Regions from separate parts of the Mus musculus genome. Here region 2 is linked to region 1. Evidence: chromatin contacts called from public HiChIP or PLAC-seq data. All regions are on one chromosome and are shown on one strand. The core of a region is the stretch at or near the end of the contact, and the rest is flanking DNA. Distances in the headings are between cores, read along the strand shown. Region 1 overlaps Hmces (5-hydroxymethylcytosine (hmC) binding, ES cell specific). Region 2 holds the start of H1f10 (H1.10 linker histone).

What was found. HiChIP or PLAC-seq counts read pairs in DNA pulled down with a chosen protein or histone mark.
Region 2: a contact with region 1 is called in an H3K4me3 HiChIP or PLAC-seq map of neural tube, with 2.7 times the contacts expected there. The contact joins the promoter of H1f10 here to the enhancer-like site in region 1. A contact is called at or near these places in 14 of 39 promoter capture datasets (the 3T3-L1 cell line, 3T3-L1-derived adipocytes, the HPC-7 cell line and 7 more), 20 of 484 Hi-C or Micro-C datasets (the AML12 cell line, DN2 thymocytes, the HPC-7 cell line and 10 more), 18 of 115 datasets of contacts at active chromatin or transcription factors (CD8 T cells, bone marrow-derived macrophages, craniofacial prominence and 10 more) and 3 of 9 other capture datasets (adipose tissue, liver and pancreatic islet).

Annotation. Positions count from the first base shown.
Region 1 is chr6:87,935,306-87,939,870 of GRCm38.p6, forward strand. It overlaps Hmces (5-hydroxymethylcytosine (hmC) binding, ES cell specific), which reads left to right. Exons shown (of 7, transcript NM_173737.2): 7 at 785-1,309. The coding sequence ends at 1,021. Among named protein-coding and RNA genes, the nearest start is that of Hmces, 24 kb to the left of the region's middle. Within about 2 kb of position 2,321, at least 79 of the 459 cell types and tissues checked have an H3K27ac peak or open chromatin away from gene starts, as enhancers often do. A contact at or near this core is called in the N1E-115 cell line, Sertoli cells, craniofacial prominence and 4 more, where this site is marked.
Region 2 is chr6:87,979,524-87,984,088 of GRCm38.p6, forward strand. H1f10 (H1.10 linker histone) reads right to left here and starts at 1,959. Exons shown (of 1, transcript NM_198622.1): 1 at 898-1,959. The coding sequence starts at 1,833. The coding sequence ends at 1,267. It overlaps Gm5577 (predicted gene 5577), which reads left to right and starts at 2,160. Exons shown (of 2, transcript NR_026990.1): 1 at 2,160-2,361; 2 at 3,437-4,565.

The sequences.
Region 1 (4,565 bases), core at 1,071-3,570:
ATCCCAACACTGAATTTTTTTCCTCTAAAACTTTAATTATGGGGCCAGCAAGAGAGCTCACCAGGTAAGGCACTTGTCGTCAGTCTGACAGCGTGAGCTCTATATTTGATTCTCTTAATCCATCCTGCAAGTTATCCTGTGGTCTCTATATACAAACTGTGTACATACATAATAAATGAAAATATAAGGTTTAAATGTAATTACATAATTCACCTTGGACTGGACAGCTACTCGTTTTGTTTTGTTTTTTTTAAAGACAGGGCTTCTCTGTTGTATCTCTGGCTGTCCTAAAGCTGAGTCTGTAGAGTAGGCTAGCCTTGAACTCAGAGATCCACCTGCCTCTGACACCCAAGTGCTGGGATTAAAGGAGTGCGCCACTATGGCCCAGCTATGGTAATCTATTTCTATCATGGTCTATACTCTTTGATGTCACCTCACAGAGAACTTCTCATTTCAGGACTAGGTGTGACACATAGGCAGCAGAAGGAGTAGTAACAGTCAAGACATACTAAGCAGGGGAACCATTGAGCCTGACTGTGGTGGCAGCCTCCCATCCCTAGCCACTGAGTCGCGTCATTCTCTGCATTTTTGGAAGACTCTCCAGCTCCACACTGACTCCTGTGCTCTGATCTTTAAGTGCTTCCCTACCCTGGGCACTCACAGCCGTCTTTATTTGCACCCTTCGTAACACTATACCAGCATCGACTGGGGCTGGGGTGGGACATGCTTCTTCCTTCACACTGGTATTCAACCCTGCATGCTATGGGAATTTTCTCTCTCCTAGGAGCCCAAGGCAAATGGCAGCAGTCAAAGGATGATGCAGTGGCTGGCTACAAAGTCACCCAAAAAGGAAGTCCCTGACTCACCCAAAAAGGATGCATCAGGTCTACCCCAGTGGTCCAGCCAGTTTCTCCAGAAGAGCCCATTGCCTGCTAAAAGAGGTGCTACCAGCAGCTTCCTGGATCGATGGCTGAAGCAGGAGAAGGAGGATGAGCCCATGGCCAAGAAGCCTAACAGCTAGGCTCCATACCAGGCCTCAGCCTGATACAGCATTACTGTTGTCACCAGTTGACTGGAATTGTAACCTTTTACTTGGGAATGTGGTGGCCCAATGTCAGCTGACCTGAAAGAACATGGCTACCGTGAGACAGCCCTGTGGGCCCTGCTACCCCTCCTATTTCTGCCTCCCTGCTGGGAGCTTTCCTGTTCCCTGGTGTTCCACGAAGGAGGCTCTTCTCAGTCTCTGGGCTCTCCTTTAGAGTTAAGGTCTTAAAATGTATTTTGTCCTAAATAAACTGCGTTTGGTAAACCTTGGCTGGCAAGAGTTCTGGCTCTCACCCAGTATTTCCTGGTATTTGTTTTAAAGTATGAGTTTTACCATAAAAGGGTGGGCCACTGGGGCCTTCAAAGAGTCAGTTTAGTGTCGGCAGCCACACTTTTAATACTTCAAAATTCTTCTGGGTTTAGTTTAAAACCAACCTAAGTGAAGTAGCTGAGTGATTTGGGGAAGATTTGGAGAATCGTTGGGTACAGAGGCCTTCAAGACCCTTAAGGTGAGAAGGCCTCAGAAGTTGCGCGGGCACAGGGGCATGGAGGCAGGTGGGTATGCGACCCAGAGTGCTAGAGGAGTAGCTCCCACCACTCAGCTCTTTGCTCTGTGGAGCCCCCTTGTCTTTCCTTGGCACCAAATCACTTCGTAATGAGTTGTTTGGGATGTTATTTCCCTTGGCAAGTAAAGAACTTTTATCCACGGTTTGTCCTGGTAACAAAAAGTCAAAGTATAAGCCGGGTGTGGTGGCGCACGCCTTTAATCCCAGCACTCGGGAGGCAGAGGCAGGCGGATTTCTGAGTTCGAGGCCAGCGTGGTCTACAAAGTGAGTTCCAGGACAGCCAGGGCTACACAGAAAAACCCTGTCTCAAAAACAAAAAAAAAGTCAAAGTAGTTGACCAGGCGCCGTCCGTTTAATCATGTTAGTCCAATTTTAGTGTCATTGCTGTGTAAGCGAGAGCAGGTGCAATGTTGCGTGCGGTCCTGTGTGCCTCCACTCCAGCACACCATGTAAGTACGAAGTACAGGCGCTCCCGAGGGCTGTCTCTGCCAAAAGGGCTGTGGTCTCTGCCAGGCCTCTCGACAACCCCTTAGTGCAGAGAGAGAGAGGGCAGCTGGAGGCCACGGCTCCCATAAGAACCGCTCATGTGTAGATAGGGACATAGAAACCAGGGCATGGTCTGCTCCTGCAGAGGCAGCTGCAGCTGAGTGGGAGGGATCCTGGGATGCGCACTGGCCTCGGTTTATGCAAATTAGGGGTCGGGTTTCCACCAATCCTACACCGATCCTGTGTTCTGTGAGTGTGCCAAAGCCAAAGCGTCCACCCAGTGCGGGCGGATCCTTGGAGACAGAGCCAGGTGCCTGCAGGCCCACCACCCTGTCCTTCCCAGGCTGTCTTCCCTCTAGGGCTTTTCAATGGAGCCAGCTCAGAGCTAGTGACCCTAGTAGCCAGGGTCCTGACACCCTGTGCTTCTGCTATGGCCTCTGGTTTAGGGAATAATCTCGTTTCAATGAGGTTTTGGTTTTGTTTTGAATTCAGATAACTTACTGGAATATTCACTGAATTACATATTGACCTTTACATCGTGTAATGCATTTCCCTTGTTTTTATTACTACTTCCCCTTCTACTTATGGTAAAATTCCTTAGTAGGGCTTTGGTAGACATGAATGCAATGCATGAGTAACTATTCATTCAAGGAGCACTTTCATATAAATAACATGCTATCCTGCCCTGGAGGTACCCACTTGTTACCCCAGCACAAGGGACGATGGAGGCTGGGGGATTGGGCGTTCAAAGCCAGCCTACATAAGACCCTAAATTTTTATATCTAAGAACACAATTTCATTATTGTACATTTTGTAAATTCGTTTACATCGGGCATTAATTTTTTGATTTTTTTTTTTTGAGTCTTCAGTTTTACTGGACGTTGCTAATTGCTTATCAACTTTTTACTTATTTCAGAGAACTGTGACTGTTTTTCCTGCCTTCTTGACAATGTTTGATGCTGCCTATAGAACTCTGGAGCATCCTCCATGTGTGTGTGTGTGTGTGTGTGTGTGTGTGTGTGTGTGTGTAAAATCATGTGCTCAGCATACATGTGGAAGGAGGTCAGAGGAAAATTGGAGTCAGCTGGTTCCCTCCGTCTTGGTGGGCTTCAGGGGTAGAGTCCAGCTTGTAAGACTTGTGCAGCACACTCTATCCACTGAGCCATCTCAATAGCTGGGAACATCTTCTGTTTTCCTTTTTATTTTTTCAAAAAATAAAAGCCCTTACTGATCCAGTTAAAGGTGTGTAAATGATAGCGTATTAGTCAAGAGATTCTGCTATAGAGTGTTCGTTTTTCCACCCCTCCTTCCCATGACTTTTTCTATTTAGGACCCAAAATCACAGATGAAGGCCATTTTACTTGTCACCTAGCTCTTTAAAAGATTAGAACATAAGAAATGCCCATGTGTTTAGTCAGCAATTGCTATAACTGCCCAGAGCTTCACACCCATTTCTTCCTCAGATTATTCCATTTTACAAAGAAATCCAGGCCTGTTTGATCTCGCCTGCAACCTCTGTAGCAGACTCAGGGAGCCCTTCCTTCTTTAGTACCACCAAAACTCAGTACTGAGATCCAACAGGAAAGGGGAGCAAAGGGTTTGTCCTTCATGATTAACTAAACCTCAGACTAAGCAGGGCAGACTGGTCTGCAGGTCTGAATGTGCTGTGTGGGATCGTGCCTGGCATTCTCTAGAGCAGTGGGCATCAGGAGGATCTGGTTGTCTGGGCCGCCTGCTGGCCTCCCAGACTGTGCCCAACACTTAAGCAACAATTAGGGGATGATAACTCATCCTTAGGGATTCCTTCCTTCAGTCCAGCCCTGGGGGAAGCAGACTGCACAGCATGTCTGGGTTGTGTTAGATGTTCGCTTCTGTCCTCTCCACAGTCCATCTTGATTCAGTGCCTCAGGTAAAACTGCTTTGCATTCAGGCAAAAATAGGCTAAAGCCAGAAGCTTGGTCCCTGGTGCATGACTTAGCACAGGTAGATTGAGGAGCAATCCATGGGGCTCCTGGCATGGGAGGAATGTTGCATCTTGGGGAATGTGGAGATTTTGCTTATAGCTGGGAGGGTCTGGAGGACAGGTGCAATGGTGCAAACTGAACTCTCAGACTTCTGCCAGGCCTGAAAACGTTAAAGATAGGCCATTTCAAAATGTGCTGAGTATAGATTATAGGAAGTCCAAATCATTTGCAGAATGGTACTATCGGAAAAAAATCACTTGATCTGTCCTTTCCTACATGCAGGAAGACAAAGATTCTCTTGGGAGTATCCAGGAAACACCCTTGATCACCGGAGCCTGAGAACTGGGTCTGTAACAGCCTCGAGTAAACACATTTTAAAAGGAATCCTTACCTCCTATGAACTTCAGTACCACTCTCCCATAGGTCTCTATAACATCCCTGAGATTGAGCCCTGCAGCCAAGGAATCACAGGCTGCTGATAGCCACAGGCTCAGGTCTTTCAGAA
Region 2 (4,565 bases), core at 709-3,208, 44 kb after region 1:
GGAAGTAAGAAGCCAATGGGAGATGGGTGACAGAGAAGGATGAACCAGAGAGCAGCATGTGAGGGATAAACCACTGGAAGGCAGGTACAGAGTCGGGAATTATGAAAAGACGACGAGGAATAATAACCTGAAAGGCACCCAGAAGCTCATGAAAAGCCTCCAGTGGGTTAGCAGGGTAAGAGTTAGGTTAGGGCTTTCACCAGCACTTGGAGAAGAGCCACCCCTTAGCCTTCAGGAAACCTCAAAAAGATCCATGGAGCAGCGCAAGGCTGTTTCTTAGGCCCAGCTGTTATGACCCTGTGGACTGAGCCGTCTGGAAGTCATTGCCTCACTGACCAGCTTGAGGGTGGTCCACCCCAATTCAACATGATACCTGCCTATGCCCTTTGCAGGGCAACTTCAGCCAGGTACCAGACATCCAAGAGGCAGTGAAATGCCCACTTTGGGCAGCTCAGTCTGCTTCATGATCACACCTGCCAAGAAACACTGGTCCCTTCCCACCCTCAAGACACTGCCAAGACCCAAAAAGGTGATACAGGGAAAGAGCACCATGTAACCCTCCCCTAACTCGGGTTCCATCTCACCCTACTTGTATGTGTACATACTGTTCAGAACCTTCCTAGTCTTCCATTTGGTAAAACTGTCCATTATGTTGCACTAGATCCTGAGGTTTAATTTCCAACATGTAGAAATCTTTTATCTTTTATATGCTGGACACTGCAGCAACCCAAGACTGGGAACCCACTTTTACAAGAGTTCTCCACTGGGCAGCTGTCTCTGGGCACATCTGTCCCACCTCTGGCAGCGCCTGCTAGTTGTCTAGCTGGTCTTAATGACCCTCGACTCCCCCGCAGGAACCCCAAGCAGCCTCCAGCGCCCACAAGACAACGACAATGGTCAAGGTTGGAACCGTTTATTGCGCCCCAGGAAGGCAGCGGGCGGAGCAAGGCGCCACACAACCCAAGCGCCTGGTGGCCATCAGCGGGCACAGTAGGCAGGCGCCACCAGGCCATTGGCGCCGCCGGGCCGGTAACCATGGCGACGGCCGTTGCCAAGGGTGAGAGCCAATGGGGGCGTCGCCAGGGCCGTTTCAAAAACCTAAAGCAAACAGAACGCAGCATCGCTGGGGGAGGGGCGGGGGAGGGGACAGGGATCAGGGACCTGGGCCAGGCGGAACCCTACGGAACCGGTACACCGAGGGTGGGGGGGGCGGATAGGGATAGAGACAGATGGAAAACTCGACGATGTCGCCAGACCGTAGGGGCGTCACTTGCGGCCCTTGGGCACCTTGGGCACGCTGGGTTTGGCCGCCTTCTTCACTTTCTTCGCGCTGGCAGCAGCCGCCGCCTTCTTGCTCTTGTGCGCGCGCCGCTCCGGCTGCGGCCTGGCGGGCGTTCTGTCCGCCGCCGCCGTGCGCGCCTTGGGCGCGGGGCTGCTGGCCGCCGAAGCTCCGCGCCGCTCCGCGCCGCCCTCCAGCTTCTTGCGGTTCAGCTTGAAGGATCCGTTGGCGCCGGTGCCCTTCACCTGCAGTAGCGTATCGTTCTGCACCAGCGCCCGGATAGAGTACTTGAGGTAGGTGCGCCCGTTCTGCTGGTCGAACCATGCCACCTTCCTGGCCTCAGCGTAGATGCGCGCCAGAGACGAGCCGCCGCGCTCCCCCAGCTTGCGGATGGTCTCCACCACCAGCTGGCTGTACTTGCCTGGCTGGTTCTTCTTGCGGTTCTTCCTTCTCTTGGGCTGCGTGGGCGCCGCAGAGCCGCCGGCCTTGGCCGTCTTGCGGGCCGTCCCGTCGGCGCTCGTTGGCGGCAGGGCCTCCTCAAGCTCCACCGACATGGTGGCCAGCGGGTTGGCGGCAGGCGGCGCGCGGTAGCCGGGGGGCCGCGCCGGGAAGAGGAAGGCGAGGGGCCGCGGCGGCGCCGGGGGACTGGGGGCGCGCGGCGGCTCCAGGCGGGAGCGGCCGCGGCCGGGCCTGGGACCAGGCGGCAGGGCTGAGGTGCGGGCGGGGGCCGGGCCGGCCGCGGCGGGGCTGGGGGGGTGGGATGCGGAGAGGAGCCTGCGGGGAGCGCGGCAGCACTGCGCGGGCTCCGGAGCTCTGGGCGTGCGCGCTACGCTCTGGCGGAGAGCGCGCCCCGCTCCGCTTTTATTTCCCCGTGGCGGACCACGTTGAGAACAACAACAGCCTGGGCCCAGTCCAGCGCCAACTTGTGCTTCTTGGAGCGCCTTCCGCGGCCACTGGCTCCTCCGCCCGCGGCTCCCGGGCGCGGCTGCACCCTCAGCAGTGTGCCCTGGACAGCATCCGAGCCCGCTGCGCTGCGCAGAGGCGGCCTGCGCCTAGGACGGGCTCAGCGGAGCGGCTCAGAGGTGTGTACCCCAGGCTATAGGAGCATGGAGGAGGGGGGCGCTCGATTTGCAAAGGATTAGCACGGGCCCCGGGCGAGACCCCAAGACCGAGAACTTTGCAGGCGGCAGACAAGAGTGCTCCTCAGGCACCTGAGTTGGTTCTGGGCCCAGGGGACCACAGCCCTGCCCGCAGGAAGGGCATTAATTTGTCCCAACTAACACAGGGTACGCCCTCACGCGGCCGACAGGAGCAAGGCAAAGCCCGAGAGCGTGCTGGGGCGGGGGTCTTCTCAGAATCCTAAGGGGAACCAACAGAAGGGAATTGCCCTGAGGTTGCACGCCTGGCATCTCAAAGATGAGTCAGTGCAGGCACGACCACAAGGGCCTCTCCCTAGACACTTCCTCACCACTCTCTGGCCCCAAGTACCCCATTTTGTGATGCTTAAGTAGCCGTCCCTGGACCCCTCAGAATTAGATGGGGGCTCCAGGATGGAAAAGTGTAAGGTTACCCTTAAGGCATTTCCCTTAGAGGGTGTGGCAGGGGATTTGGCTTTTGAGGATCCTGCCGGCTTTGGGGGATCGAATACTGCATCACTTGGTGCGGGAGGACTTGAAGGAGGTGGTGGTACAGAGAAGGACCTGAAAGCCTGGGAAGTAGTCCAACGGTGGAGAGAGGGCTGTGCAGGCAATGGCCAGCCTGCGGAGGACATAGTAGACACCACTAAAGCGTCCAGGCCAGCTTTGTTCCAATAGGTAAGCAGTTCCCTGGCCTCTTGGGTGAAAAGAGGGAGTGACTGCCTGTAGATCAAGAAGGCCCAGATTCTCAGCCTTTCAAACTCAGTACTCGTGGGTGTGCCAGCCTCCCCGCACCCCACGACCTCATCCCCATCAAAGGAAGGATCGTCAGGAAGTGGCCAGGGTTTAGCAGAGCCCAGAGCCCAAGTCATCCTCTTGTGACTCGTTCTCAGGAGGAGGGCCAAGGGGCCTGTGAGTTTTGAGGGACAGCGGGCTATAGGGTGCAGGCTCTCCTGGACTCACTACCCTCTTTTTCTTTAAACCCCTTCCGTGGGCTGATGACACTCACTCCTATCTCCAGCTACCAGGAGCCCGCTGCTGCTGCTGCTGCTGCTGCTGCTGCGTACCCTGCGTGCTGGAATGCCATGCTGCCCTCAGGCTCAGGCAGAAGCTTCAATCAGGACAGATGTTGTTCACCAGACTGGTGTCTGTTGGTCCAGTCAATCTGAGGTAAGACAGACAAAGCAATGTGAGAATCTAGTTTGTCTTTCTTGTTAAGAGTCAGGAAACTTCAATACAATCGATAAGCCCAAAATTACCCACAGAGATGCTGTTTTTTCCTAAGGCATGTAAACATCAAATGAACTGTAATTAATTACGCAAGAATGCTTAGAACATCGAGTTGTTACCTTATTAGCCCTTCCCTAACATCTAAGACTGCATCCCATAAAAACATTATTTCATTCACAAAAGGAAAATTTAAGATTTTAAAAAGTGAGCTAGTGCATATATTTCACTAAACTTTTAATCTTTGCTTGCACTTTAATGACGTGGAAACTTAAAGAGTTCTTTGGTTGAATGGGGTTTGCAAACGTGAAGGAACGTTTAGCTGAAGTGGACACAGGAAAAGGATGTTCTGCTCAACCAAGCACATGAAAGGACACGTGATGAGGGAGTCTTTGCTAACGACACGCATGCATTGGTCCGAGTTACACTGTGGAGTTGCACTGCGTTTGTTGGACTCCATAGAAAAACACAACAACAAAACTTGTGGTGGTGTGCTGCGGCTTCTTGCCACATCCGCAGACTAGGGCTCATGCGCAGAGTGATGTCAGCTGAGACAGATAGGTGCTGAGGCAAGACCTATGGGTGAGATGTGATGTTTGGATGTATAAATAGAATATAACTAGGACTCGATGGACAGTGGCAGAGGCTGACCTGATCTTCTCTTCCCTGAGAGGGGCACAGCCAAGAACTTCCTGGCCATTTCTCCTTGGTCCCTCCTGCTGACTCCAGCCAAGGCCAAGGCCTGGCTGTCTCTGCTAGGTAGTACCACTGCTGCTGATTGGTGTTTGCTATCCCAACTACTGAGCTGGACTGCTGGTGTGTCCGTGAGGTGTTTTCGAGTGGATCGAGCTGCCGATTTCCAGACAACACAGATGGGAGTTGCTCCAAAGAACCTTTCTAAGCAGGTCCACTTCCCCTGTATC